Regions from separate parts of the Mus musculus genome. Here region 1 is linked to region 2. The links are chromatin contacts, called in public Hi-C maps. All regions are on one chromosome and are shown on one strand. Each heading gives the region's core, a stretch centred on a gene start, on an enhancer-like site or on the middle of the called end of the contact. The rest is flanking DNA. Distances are from core to core; before and after follow the strand shown.

Region 1 (6,003 bases), core at 120-2,619, 47 kb after region 2:
AGTTTCTAGGAAAGCTGTAGCTCAGACATGGACATCAGTATAATCAGATGCCTAGGCGAGCCTCAAATGGAGACAATGAACGTCAGCGGTCCAGCCTCCTGGCCTCCTCGAAAACTCAGCTGTGAAGTACCTGTAGTCTCCCACTCTATTAGTTCTAAAGAGCTGACACAGGAGCCTGGAGCTAGCAGCTTGCCAGTATGACCAGGAGCAGAGGAGTGACCCCCTTGAGATCCTCTGCCCTTTTTGTAACAATACAATAAGCATTCCTATTGAATTCTCCTGATGAGTTCTGCGGGCTTAAGTGTGTTGCAAGGACAATAGCCCTTGTTCCTCTCCAGCCTTCTTGACCCTTTAAGATGTCTCCTCTTGAAGGCAGCTCTGCAACACTTTCCTTCTCCAAACTGCCAGCTCTCTGAGAGTCACAGTTCTCAGTTCTCTTTCAGTGACCCTGTCATTCTCAGAAAACATACTTGTCCCAGCCCTTCCCCCCCCCCACCCCTTTCTTTGAATCTCAAGGTTGTGTTTCAGTTGCAAAACTCTGAGAGGGGGAGTGAAAACCTCAGCCCGTGTTTGTGATGTTCAGCGGGGCACATCCCCAGTGCCTCTGTAGATAACATGACTGACTGTGCTCTTTTTACTTTGAACTCCTGTAAAAGTGTGTTTTGGGGTCCCCGGTCTTCGTACTTCTGTGCCACTTGGTCCCTCCAACTCTCCACTTTTTCATTCTCTCCTGGGCTACAGGAACCTAGCCTGAGCTGAGGAGTGGGTAAAGTGTGTGTGTGTGAGGGGGGTGGGCAGCAGGCAGCGGAGATGAATTGTGGGCTAAAGACTAACAGGGTGGTCGGGAAGGGTGGGCAGAAAGAAGGGATGGGGTGAGATGGTAGGGTTCAGGGAGAGGAGCCTAACTAAGAAGGGGCACGATCAGACCCACGGAAGAACCAGAACAGCCGAAAAGTGAGGGCTAAGTTATGGATTGTCCGGAGGTGGTAGGATAATGATTTGAGGAACAAGGGTACGTACAGGACGGAAACTATAGGCTTTACCCATCCATCGCTGGCCACTCCCAAACAGCCACAGTTAATCTTAGCCTCCTCCACTTAAACAGCAGGTGAGCCGGAGACCGTTTTGCCAGCATGAAGGAGCTGGGGCGGGACCCCAGCCCATCCAAGCAGATTCTCCCGCGAATGTGAACTTTAAAGCAACAGAGCGAGCGCTGGGGAGCCTACCGTATGCAATGAATTCTAGGCTCAGGCTGGAGATCGTGACGAGGAATGGGAGCAAACGCGACAACATCCTGGGCGCACAGCGGCATCGTCCACTGGAGCCGGCCTTTACGCCTCCGGCCGGCGGCGTCCTGAGAACTGAAGACTGCCGCTGGATCCACAGGGCCAGCTTGACATCAACCTGAAGGCGGAGCCTCGTTGCTCCGCCCTCAGCCCACGGAGCTTGGGAACCTCCGCAGGAACCTCAGCAGGCAGCGAAGTCTAGCTAGTTCTGGGGCATTTGTCTCAAGGTGAAAGAGCAGCTGAGGCTTTCTGTGGCTGGGCTCTTAACTCTCACACCGACTGGACAGCCTGTCTCCCCTCTCCCTCCCCCTCCCCTTCCCCTTGCCCCCTTCCCCTCTCTGTTGTAGCAATTGGAATTACTGACTGGGCCAGGAGCAAAGCACAAGCGTGCAGGTACATGTGTGAAAGTCCTGGGACCTCTATGCAGGGCCCTCTGCTAAGCCAACAGTGAGGGAACGTCCCTACCTGACTCTTGGTGGGAGTCCATGACACCCCCAGGCCCTTTAGGTTGTTCTTGCCCTAAATCTGCAGGTTAGAAGTGTCAATAGGCGCCTTGAGGGACCTGGTATCACTCAGATGCCTCTTCAGTGACCAGGACATCTGTCTGCCCTCCAGTGTCACCAAAGATGTTAATTGTGTGAGAGACCAAGCTTTGTCCACCTGACTTATTGGCAGGTGGCGCTGATACTGTGAGTATGTCACTTACATGATTTTCAGGGATCTAATTGTGAGGTGTACAGCGCCCGTGGGGTCATCTGCCAGGTACATATTCATGCTATCCTGGAAGCCCTGTTTTTGTTCTGAGGAGGCACAGAAGCCAAGGAAGGGCTGGAGTCACTAGGATGCCCTTGCTCTCAAGAAGTCACTTTCTATTCCCCTCAGAGCCTACCTGTCACACGGAAGACACTACTGCCTTGAGAAGGCTTGGCCAGCCATCGGTCTGCAAATTGCATGATTCTCAGTGCCAATACCAATCCTGCCTCCCATCAAATTAGAAACTGACTGAAAACAGTATGAGGTATTTGTTAAATTTTTCTTTTTCTTCCTGGAAATTGGATTGGATGGTTCTCCGGTGTGAAGTTCGTAGATGACAAAGTACTGTTACTATGTCAAAGATTTGGGCAACCTCTGAACCTGGAGAAGGACCCTCCAACTTGGGGGTGTCAGACACGAGCACTGCCGTCGTGACCTGAGAGCTAGTGATGCACACCACCCCCTTGGCTTGTGGAGACACAAGCTTTGTCTAAACACCGTGGGAGTGGATAGTGCTATGTCCAGTGGCCTAGACAGAGGATGCCAAGTGGAGTGGGATCATGTTCTGTGCCGAGGGAACTCACTGGGAAAGGTGCTTGTCTGTGAGGACTGGGCTGCCCTAGCTATTCAGCTAGTTGGAAGTAATATCTGTGAACCATAGCATCGAGCACACACACACACACACACACACGCACACACACACAATCAGTGAGAACCACACTCAGGGATACCCTCGTCACTGTGAATACCCTCATGTCAGCCATGTTGGAAAACTTCAGACTTCTTAATGTGGGAGGACTTTGTTTTAATTGCTGTTCTGCACTGCCCATCCTTCCGCTGGTAAAGCACATATACTGCTTGGCGTGACACAAGTACCCAGGCGTGACGCAAGTACCCGGGCATGACTTCTTAGTCCCCGTTTACCTCTTAAAAAAGAGGACACTGCGGTGTTTCTTCCTCAGTTGTCTTCCTTTTAGTTTTTGGTTGAGTTATAAGAATTTTAAAGCCTTGCACCTTGGCTGTTTTAAGGGACGATCGAGATGGTTCTTCCACATACCAGAATTTACAGTCACAAGCTGATGCTGGCCAAAACCAGGCCCCTTCCTCTAGAAACCACCTTGCCAGAGACAGAAAGTGAGCGGAGATTTTAACAGTTTCTGGGAAGGAAAGTACAGACTAACAAGGGGACACAGGGCTGAGAACAAGGAAGGTTCCATGGCAGAGGTGGCCGGTTATCTGAGACTTGAGCGCTGCGTTGTAATAGGCAAGTTGATGGATGGATAGGGAGGGGATTGGGACATTGGAGATGAGGGGATACAGCAGTTTTAGAGAAGTCTGTAAAGTGGGCACACATCCTAGGGCTGACATAATTTGGCCCTTGCTCGGGGCAGAACCAGCATTGAGTGTGGGCTTCCTGCTACACTCCCTGCTTCCTGCATAGCACCCAGGGAGAAGCTGCATTAGGCACATAATTATCATACCCGAGGAAAGAAAAAAAATTAGAAGAAGCCCACATGCATGCTGTTTTGTGTTGAGTAGCTTGTTCTTCAGGGGTTCTTTTGTGAGCATCCATATTGGAACAGATGGTAAATAACAGGATTTTCATATGCTCGGACTCTTAAGGTGTGTCAAGGACTCCATAAAACACTTTACACTGCATAGCAGACACCAGCCAGGTACTGAACAAACAAATCCCTGTCCTTTTCCTGGGAACATGGGACAACTGTTTTCCGGTGTGTGGCTGGAAAATATGACCGGGTTTAAACCCGTGTGAAGCTGCAGCAGAGAGTGGTACACCCAGGCCCTGCCTCTTGTGCTATCCTGTCAGCCATCCAGAGGGCCCCAGCCGAGGACTTCCAGGGAATGCAAAAGACCTGGGTGCCCCGAATCACTTCTTGGAGAACTCTGAAGGAAGGATGAAACATTAAACTGGATCCCTGTATTACACCACAGAGATTCAGGGCTTTCCTGACAGCCATGATGGCCAGTCCTGATTCATCTGCAAACACAGCCTCATCCAGTCCTTAACAGAATCCACTGGGGGGTGGGGAGGTGGTGCAGCTGTCAGTGTTTTGCAAATGGGGACACGGTGGCAGAGGGCAGAGACTTTAGTTGGCGGGCAGGGCTCAGTTGGTCCTTGAACTTCTGTATTTCCTATTTTGGCAATGGTGACTTCGAACTTTGGAAGATTTTTTGCAAAGCACAATACCAAGTGAGTTGAGAGAGAATGAGAATGTTCAGGAGGAGGAGGAGGAGGGCAACTTGGGGCTGGGAGGATGATGGTACCGTGGTGAGCCCAGGAAGCCGATGGACCCGGCCAGGTAGATAGCTTGATCTTGAGGCAGCTCTCTCTTTCTTAGGGCACAATTGAAGTCTGATGGAGTCACTGTCTCCCTTTCATGACACTCTTACATAAACTTCCCAGGGCATCTGAGCACTGCAGGAAACTGAGTTCTGCAGGCACACAGCTGGTCTCCAGACGAGTGTTTGGGAAGTCCCGGGCTGCCCTACAGTGATTACAATCACTCTGTCAGGGCAGCACAAAACAGTGAAACCCAGAGGCACCGGCTCTGAGATGGAGACAGAAAGGAGGAAGCTGCCTGGTGAAACTGGGCAGTCCTTGCAGTGAAAAGGATTTCAAGTGCAAGGTATGGGGACTGCCAAGGCGTAACCAGTGCTCTGGGCATGCTCAGTCCAGCCCCTGTCCCAGGAGAAACTTTTAAATGTGTCTGTAGAATCTAATTCATGCCCGCTCCCTTTCACTCTCTGCCCAATACTAATGCTCAGTATGGCAGGGCTCCGAAGAGGCGCCCTCTGAGCAGCAGCTCAGGCCGGAGTAAGGTGCTGTATGCACTTCAGCTGGGTTCTGGTTTTGTTTTTGTTTTTAACTCTAACTTTTTAGTCTTATTAGATATTTTCTTTATTTACATTTCAAATGTTATCCCCTTTCCTAGTTTCCCCTCCGAAAATCCCCTATCCTCTCTCCTCTCACCCTGTCCCCCAACCCACCCACTCCCGCTTCCTGGCCCAGACATTCCCCTATACTGGGGCATAGAACCTTCACAGAACGAAGGGCCTCTCCTCCCGTTGATGACCGACTAGGCCATCCTATGATACATATGCAGCTAGAGTCATGAATCCCTCCGTGTGTTTTCTTTGATTGGTGGTTTACTCCTAGGGAGCTCTGGGCTTACTGGTTAGTTCATATTGTTGTTCCTCCTATGGGGCTGCAAACCCTGAAGCTCCTTTGGGTACTTTCTCTAGCTCCTTCATTGGGGACCCTGTGCTCTGTCTAATGGATGACTATGAGCATCCACTTCTGTATTAGTCAGGCACTGGCAGAGCCTCTCAGGAGATAGCTATATCAGGCTCCTGTCAGCAAGCTCTTGCTGGCATCTGCAACAGAGTCTGGGTTTGGTGGTTGTTTATGGGATGGATCACTGGCAAGGATGTGGAGAAAGAGGAACACTCCTCCATAACTAGTGGGATTGCAAGCTGGTACAACCACTCTGGAAATCAGTTTGGCTGTTCCTCAGAAAACTAGACATAGTTCTAACAGAAGATCCAGCAATACCACTCCTGGGTATATACCCAGAAGATGCTCCAACATGTAATAAGGACACATGCTCCACTATGTTCATAACAGCCTTATTTATAGCAAGAAGCTGGAAAGAATCCAGATGTCTCTCAACAGAGGAATGGATACAGAAAAATGTGGTACATTTACACAATGGAGTACTACTCAGCTATTAAAAACAATGAATTCATGAAATTCTAAGACAATTGGATGGATCTGGAGGATATCATCCCAAGTGAGGTAACCCAATCACAAAAGGACACACATGAAATGCACTCACTGATAAGTGTATATTAGCCCAGAAGCTTGGAATACCCAAGATACAATTTGCAAAACACATGAAAGTCAAGAAGAAGGAAGACCAAAGTATGGACACTTCGATCCTCC
Region 2 (5,883 bases), core at 2,711-5,210:
GCACTTCTCCTGCATCCTGCTTTGCTTTTCTAAATGGGGTTCTGGGGATTGCAGAGTTTACTTGGGGCTTGGCCAACAAAAGAACAACCGGTGAGATGGCTCAGTGGCAAAAGGTATAAGCCTTCAAATCTGCTGAACTGAATTCAATCTCTGGAACTCGTGTTTCACGGTATTAGGAAAAAAACAAAGCAAAGCAAAACTCTGGAAAGTCCTCCTCTGACCTCTGTACTTATACCATGGTGCACATTCACCACACACATGCAAAATAAGCAAATGCAATAAGAATAATCTTGAAAATGGGTTAGTCATGACTCCAAAGGTGATCACCAAAGACATCTACTTAAACCTCTGTCCAGATGTGTGTGGGGTGGAAGGCATGTGAAGTCAATGAAGGTCAGTGGTTATCTTAATTCTCATTTACAATTTTTATTTGGGAAGGAAATGGAAGAGTAATATAGATAGGCATAAAAGGTTAAAAAGCTTTAGAAATAAAGATAGGCTCATAGGAGGACAAACATAGTGGCCCACACCTCTAATCCCAGCATAACACTCTGCGAGTCTGAGGCCAGTCTTCTCTACATAGAAAATCCCAGGCAAGCCAGGGCTATATGGTGAGGCAGGAAGGGTTTGGGAGAAGGGGAAGCCAACTAAAATAAACATAAAGAATAGCGTGAAGGCATTTAGAGGACAGAATATGAAAAACCAAAAATCTACATGCAATTAATTTGGAAGCACAAACTTGGCCATTCAGAGAAAAACGGAGGGAGAGGGATGATTGTGTGCGTGCGTGTGCATGTGCGTGAGTGTGTGTGTGTGTGCGCGTGTGTGTGTGTATGTGTGTGTTTGTGCATGTGTGTGTTCGTGTGTGTGTGTGTGTGTGTGTGTGTGTGTGTGTATGTGTGTGTAGCTTGGATGGATGAAGCCCCTGTGCTTCCTTTGGTTCCCAGTTGCAAAGCAAAGAAGCTACAGCTTGACTGAGCTGCCTACTGTCATTGCTGGGACCCTGGGAGGTTTGGGTAGTGGCTGTGAGATCTGGCAGCTCAGGGGTGACCAGTGTCTTCATGTGGCAGGCAGGCCTCTGACCTACTCGTTGCAACATGGGCTGAAGCAGAAAAAGACAGAACACCTCCAGGCTGATGAATCCTATTTGATATTTTTATTAGAACATGGCTTTAATTAGCACCAGCAGTTGTTGGGGAGACAGGGACGTGAGAGAGGGTATCCTCATTCAATATGGAAACAAGACTGGGAATCTCACTGTGGAGAAAGGCCTCAGCTTTCTTCACCATTTCTGCTCATCATGGATCTTGGTACCCAGCAGTTGTCTGGGTTCTTGCATCCCAGCATCCCAGCATCCCAGCATCCCACCTACACCTGGAGTGAGGCAGGACTCAGGGAATCTACTCTGCTTTTCTAGGTGAGGTAGCAAAGGAGTAGAGATGGACCCACACTGGGAATCATACTAAGAAGGGTCCCAGAGGCCCACTGCATCTGGTGCCTGTATTCTGTAGGTCTTTAAAGATGGTGGCCCATTAGTTGTGTAGTGTGTTGCTATGGAGACATCCTTTCATGCAATTTCTTACCGAACCCTTTAGACATTCTGAGCTGAGTTTGAAAGTCTGTCACAGTCCCAGAACAGAGAAATTATCTCTCAGCAAGCAGCAGGGATGGAGTCACCTACTGTGTGCTATTCCCCTTCCTGTCAGCACAGTCAGACATCATTACACCCTCCCCAGGTGACACCCACTTTACAAGCATCAGGTCACACAGGATAGCATTCTTTCCAAATGTGACCCTCTCACCTTACTTCACATTGGCCTGGTGCAGGAGAATTGTATTTATTGGGCATAAGAAGTCCCACACCTGTCTTGGGCTAGGCAGTCTTTGTAGGATGGTAGGATTTTGAAAGTCATTTTAGTTACCCATGCTGGCTTTTACAGATCCTCACACTGGACCAAAGAAGAGTTTACTAGTGCCGGTTGATTCAGTGAGACTGCATGACATACATCAGCCCTGGGCAAACCCAGATAATACTTGGCCTGGGGTGGGTCTCATCCTGCTCTGTCCCGGACCTGCTATCTTTCCCAGCCTGACTGTAACTTGCCTTTCTTGCCCCTTTGTGGCTCACTCTGGCTTCCCTCTTAAGCAGTGGGCTCTAACTGAGGGCCAAGAAAGCAAAGGGGTTCAGAGAGTGCTGGTTTCCATTTGGCAAGGAGACGGCACCAACCATTTTCTGAAGTGTGTGTGTGTGTGTGTGTGTGTGTGTGTGTGTGTGTGTGTGTGTGTGTTTATGTGTAGGTCAGAAGACAACTTGTAGAAGTTGGTTTTCTCCTTCTGCCATGTTGGTTCTGGGGATCAAACTCAGGTCTTTGGGCTTGGTTGCAAGCACACTCACCTGCTGAACCTTCCCCTCATTTCTTCCTGGTCCCTACAGGCTACCCTAACAGGAGGACATATTTAGTGTCTATCCCTGGAGTTCCAGGTGGGCCCATGTACTCTGCCATGCATGCATACCCTTTATTTGCTCTGCCCTTACTCCAGGAGAGAGGCACTCACCCCATGTTTCCTCACACTCTGAGTGAACAAATGTTCATAAAGTGTGTTTCTGACTAGGTGTGCCAAGTCCAGCCCCTGGCACAGTCCTCTTCCCTCGCTGGGCCCCTCCTATCCAGAACTCCAGAATTTCTTGTGTATCTATGCTTTGGCCACCTGACTATCCAGATCTGCCTACGCCCACTCCACCCAGGACCCATCCCAACCCAGGACTCTCCCATACACCTGGCCCTGGGGTGAATACCAGAGTTGATATTGCTTTAGAGGAGAAACCTCAATACAAGGTGGGGCAGAACTGGCACAAGGGGTATGGGATCACCTTGGGGCTACAGGAAGTCTCCAGGGCTGAGTAGGAGCCAAAAATGTGCTATGGACAGTAACTTCCTGCTTCAACAGAATAGTCCCACAACAGAGTAGCTGCCCCACATACTTGAGAGGCCTCTCAAGACAAACTCCCTACCACTGAGCTACAGTCTTTTGTTTGTCTGTTTGTTTTTGTTTGTTGTTGTTTTGTTTTCTATTTCTCGACAGGGTCTTATTGAGATACCCAAGGCAGATCCTTCACTTGTAATTCTCCTGCCTCAGCCCCCCAAGCCTGGAAATTCTTTTAAATGACTGTAGGACACGTTCTACTTATGTAGAACAGTTAGCTGCCCTACTTCCTTGGCGCCAACAGAGTTTACTCTCATGCCTGTGGTTAGCCTGATTCTGGAGCCAGTTATCAAATTATGAATGTAGGTGAATTGATGCTGAGTATAGCTATTGATTTTTTTAAAAATTTGCATTTAATTTCACAAAATGGCCTCATGGCTTCGCAAAACTCAATGCTCAGTGGTCTGTCGTCCATTTCTTCTCCTTTCTGGTCTCGTCGTTTGTTACAACTATATTTTCTCCTCTGAAGGAACTGGGTCTCCTGACTCCTCTGGTCTCTTAACTTCAGCCCCTTCCTGGTTTGGTTTCTAGGCCCCTGGAGAAACTCCACCATTTTCTTGCAAAGTGTCTTATCACAGTTGAACCACAACACTCTGACTCTGGAACAATTACCTCCCACCACAGCGGGCCCCGCGTGTGGAAGCTGAACTGTTACCCAGTTACATGGATGTGAGCATAGCAATAGTGTCATGTGATCCCAGGGAGTCCTCTCAGTGGTACCCCCAAATCAGGGTTCTTGCAGCGTTCTCAGACTCCCTTTAACTTAAGTGGTGTGTCACACTTCTCTGGAAGAGACTCTCCCTTTGTTTGTCTTCTCTACCAGAGATCTGTAGTGACTCTTGGGCCTCCTTTTCTTGTCTGTCTGGCAAAACAACAGTGTATGACAATTGAATAAACACACAACAAGCTAGGACTGGCCTGAAGAGGCAATTACATAAGCGGTTCTACCATTTAGCCTTCCAAGAGCCCTTCCCTTGTTGGAAAAGGAACCATTTCTGCCACTAGGGGGCGCACGGCTCACAGGAATGTGTTCTTCCGTGCTGTGGTGTGAAAGTTTGTAAGATTTTTACAGTGAGATATTTGCAGTGAGAACGTGGCTCATGTTCCTTCAAGAGCCAAGGGAGACAGAAGGAAATGGCTGTGTATATGTTATGGGGCAGAGGGCAACCATAGAAAGTAGAGAGAAAGCATTGCCTTCAAGAAGGAACGTGAATTGCCCAGATCAGGTCAAGCACAGTATCTTCTTCCAACCAGAGACAGTATGGCTACAGTATGACAGCCACTGTGATGTGATCTCAGGACTGCCCTCTGTACTTTTCAGTCACTGTCTCCAGAATTAGCCCTGCTTGGGCATTTACTGCATCCAAGAAACATTTGCCCTGAACCCGAGTGGGTTCTGCCTTGAGCTGGAGAGACAGGCTCTGGGCACACAGACATGGGTAAATCCATCTCCAGAGAAGGCAGGTGGGTCCCAAACCCGCAGTTCCAGGTACAGCATCTGTGTGTGACAGGGGGCTGCTGAATATGGCACTGTTGACTCTGGAACTTGAGTGATGGCTTCCTGCTGAATGCAGGATGTGCTGGGGGCCCTGAAAGGCCAGTGGGAAACTAGAGGGGAGGTTACAAGAGCACAGGTAGGACCATACCCTAGGCCATGGCCTTGAAGTAGGAGCCTAGTTGGCCCGTCCTCTTGGGTATGACAGGACAGTGCCAGGCAGTGTTTGTGGGATGAGGCTGCAGGGTAGAGGGTTATAGGGTGAGAGAGTATATTACCTTTCTAGTTGTGACAGCAGACACAGTTGAGGAAAGACCAAGGCCTTTCCTTTTAAGGAAGGAAACCTTTATTCTGGTTCATGGTTTGAGAAGCCATAGTTGGTGGAGGAGTCATGGTAGCGAGAACGGTGAGAAGCCTGGTCACATTACATCTGCAGTCAAGATCCACGGGGGGGAGATGTTGGTGTTTAGAGTGCGTGTGTGTGTGTGTGTGTGTGTATTTGTGTGTGTGTGTGTGTGTGTGTGCGCACGCGCGCGTGTGTGCTCGCATCTCCCTCTATTGCTTCTTCCTTATTTTCCCTGGATGCTGAGGATCTGAATTCATGTCCCCAAGTTTGCACAGGAAACATCTCTCCCACTGAGCCGTCTCCCAGCCCTCTTTTCTCTCTGTATTCAATCTAGGAACCCATCCCGTGGAATGCGTTGGCCACATTCAGGGTCTTCCTATAGCAATCAACCCGATGTACATTTGTGTGTCTAACAGATGATTCTGGATCACGTGAGATCGGCAAATGTTGCTAACCGTCACAGGGAGAGATGGTTGTTTTTGCCTAGAGGTGTAGAGGGGACATCGATCCAGATTTCCTGAGGCCTCTGTGATTTGGAATTTTAAAAAGTTGTTTAAAAATGTAAGATTTATGCATTTGTATTTTGTGTATGTGTGTGTGTTCTGTATGTTAGCTCCATCTATGTGTGCCACATGTGTATGCTACCAAAGGAGGTCAACGGGGGCATCAGATCCCCTGAAACTAGAGCTGTGAGTGTTGGTAAAGCCGCCATGCGGGTGCTGGAAGCCAAACCTAGGTTTTCCTCAAAAGCAACAAGCGCTCTTGACGACTGGACTGTCTCTCCAGCCCCAGCGGTTACATTTTTGAGATAGAAATTGGTCTTATAGTTCAGGCTGGCCTGGAAACTCACCATGTAGCCTGGGCTGATCTTAGACTCAAGATCTTCCTGTTTCCTGCCTCCAGAATGCTGAGATGACAAATGTTCATCATATTTACCCAGTCGTTAGAGGCTCTCTTAGAACAAGAATAAATATATAATTATATCTAGGAGCTTAAAATGTCCATGAGAGTGAAGGGCCTGCAGCCTAGCTTAGCTCATGTTGAACCTTGCTCAGCA

The links. Hi-C and Micro-C count contacts between places; a contact is called where the count stands out from the background.
Region 1: a contact with region 2 is called in a Hi-C map of bone marrow-derived macrophages, with 99 read pairs. The contact joins the promoter of Il10ra here to the enhancer-like site in region 2. A contact is called at or near these places in 4 of 39 promoter capture datasets (embryonic stem cells, liver, pre-B cells and 1 more), 2 of 15 datasets of contacts at CTCF or cohesin (CD8 T cells and large pre-B cells), 27 of 484 Hi-C or Micro-C datasets (B cells, CD4 T cells, CD8 T cells and 17 more), 13 of 115 datasets of contacts at active chromatin or transcription factors (CD8 T cells, the HPC-7 cell line, bone marrow-derived dendritic cells and 7 more) and 3 of 9 other capture datasets (adipose tissue, liver and pancreatic islet).

Annotation. Positions count from the first base shown.
Region 1 is chr9:45,267,780-45,273,782 of GRCm38.p6, forward strand. Il10ra (interleukin 10 receptor, alpha) reads right to left here and starts at 1,370. Exons shown (of 7, transcript NM_008348.3): 1 at 1,227-1,370. The coding sequence starts at 1,293.
Region 2 is chr9:45,217,766-45,223,648 of GRCm38.p6, forward strand. The region is part of intron 1 of BC049352 (cDNA sequence BC049352); the gene reads left to right. Among named protein-coding and RNA genes, the nearest start is that of Tmprss4, 17 kb to the left of the region's middle. Within about 2 kb of position 3,961, at least 35 of the 459 cell types and tissues checked have an H3K27ac peak or open chromatin away from gene starts, as enhancers often do. A contact at or near this core is called in B cells, CD8 T cells, adipose tissue and 4 more, where this site is marked.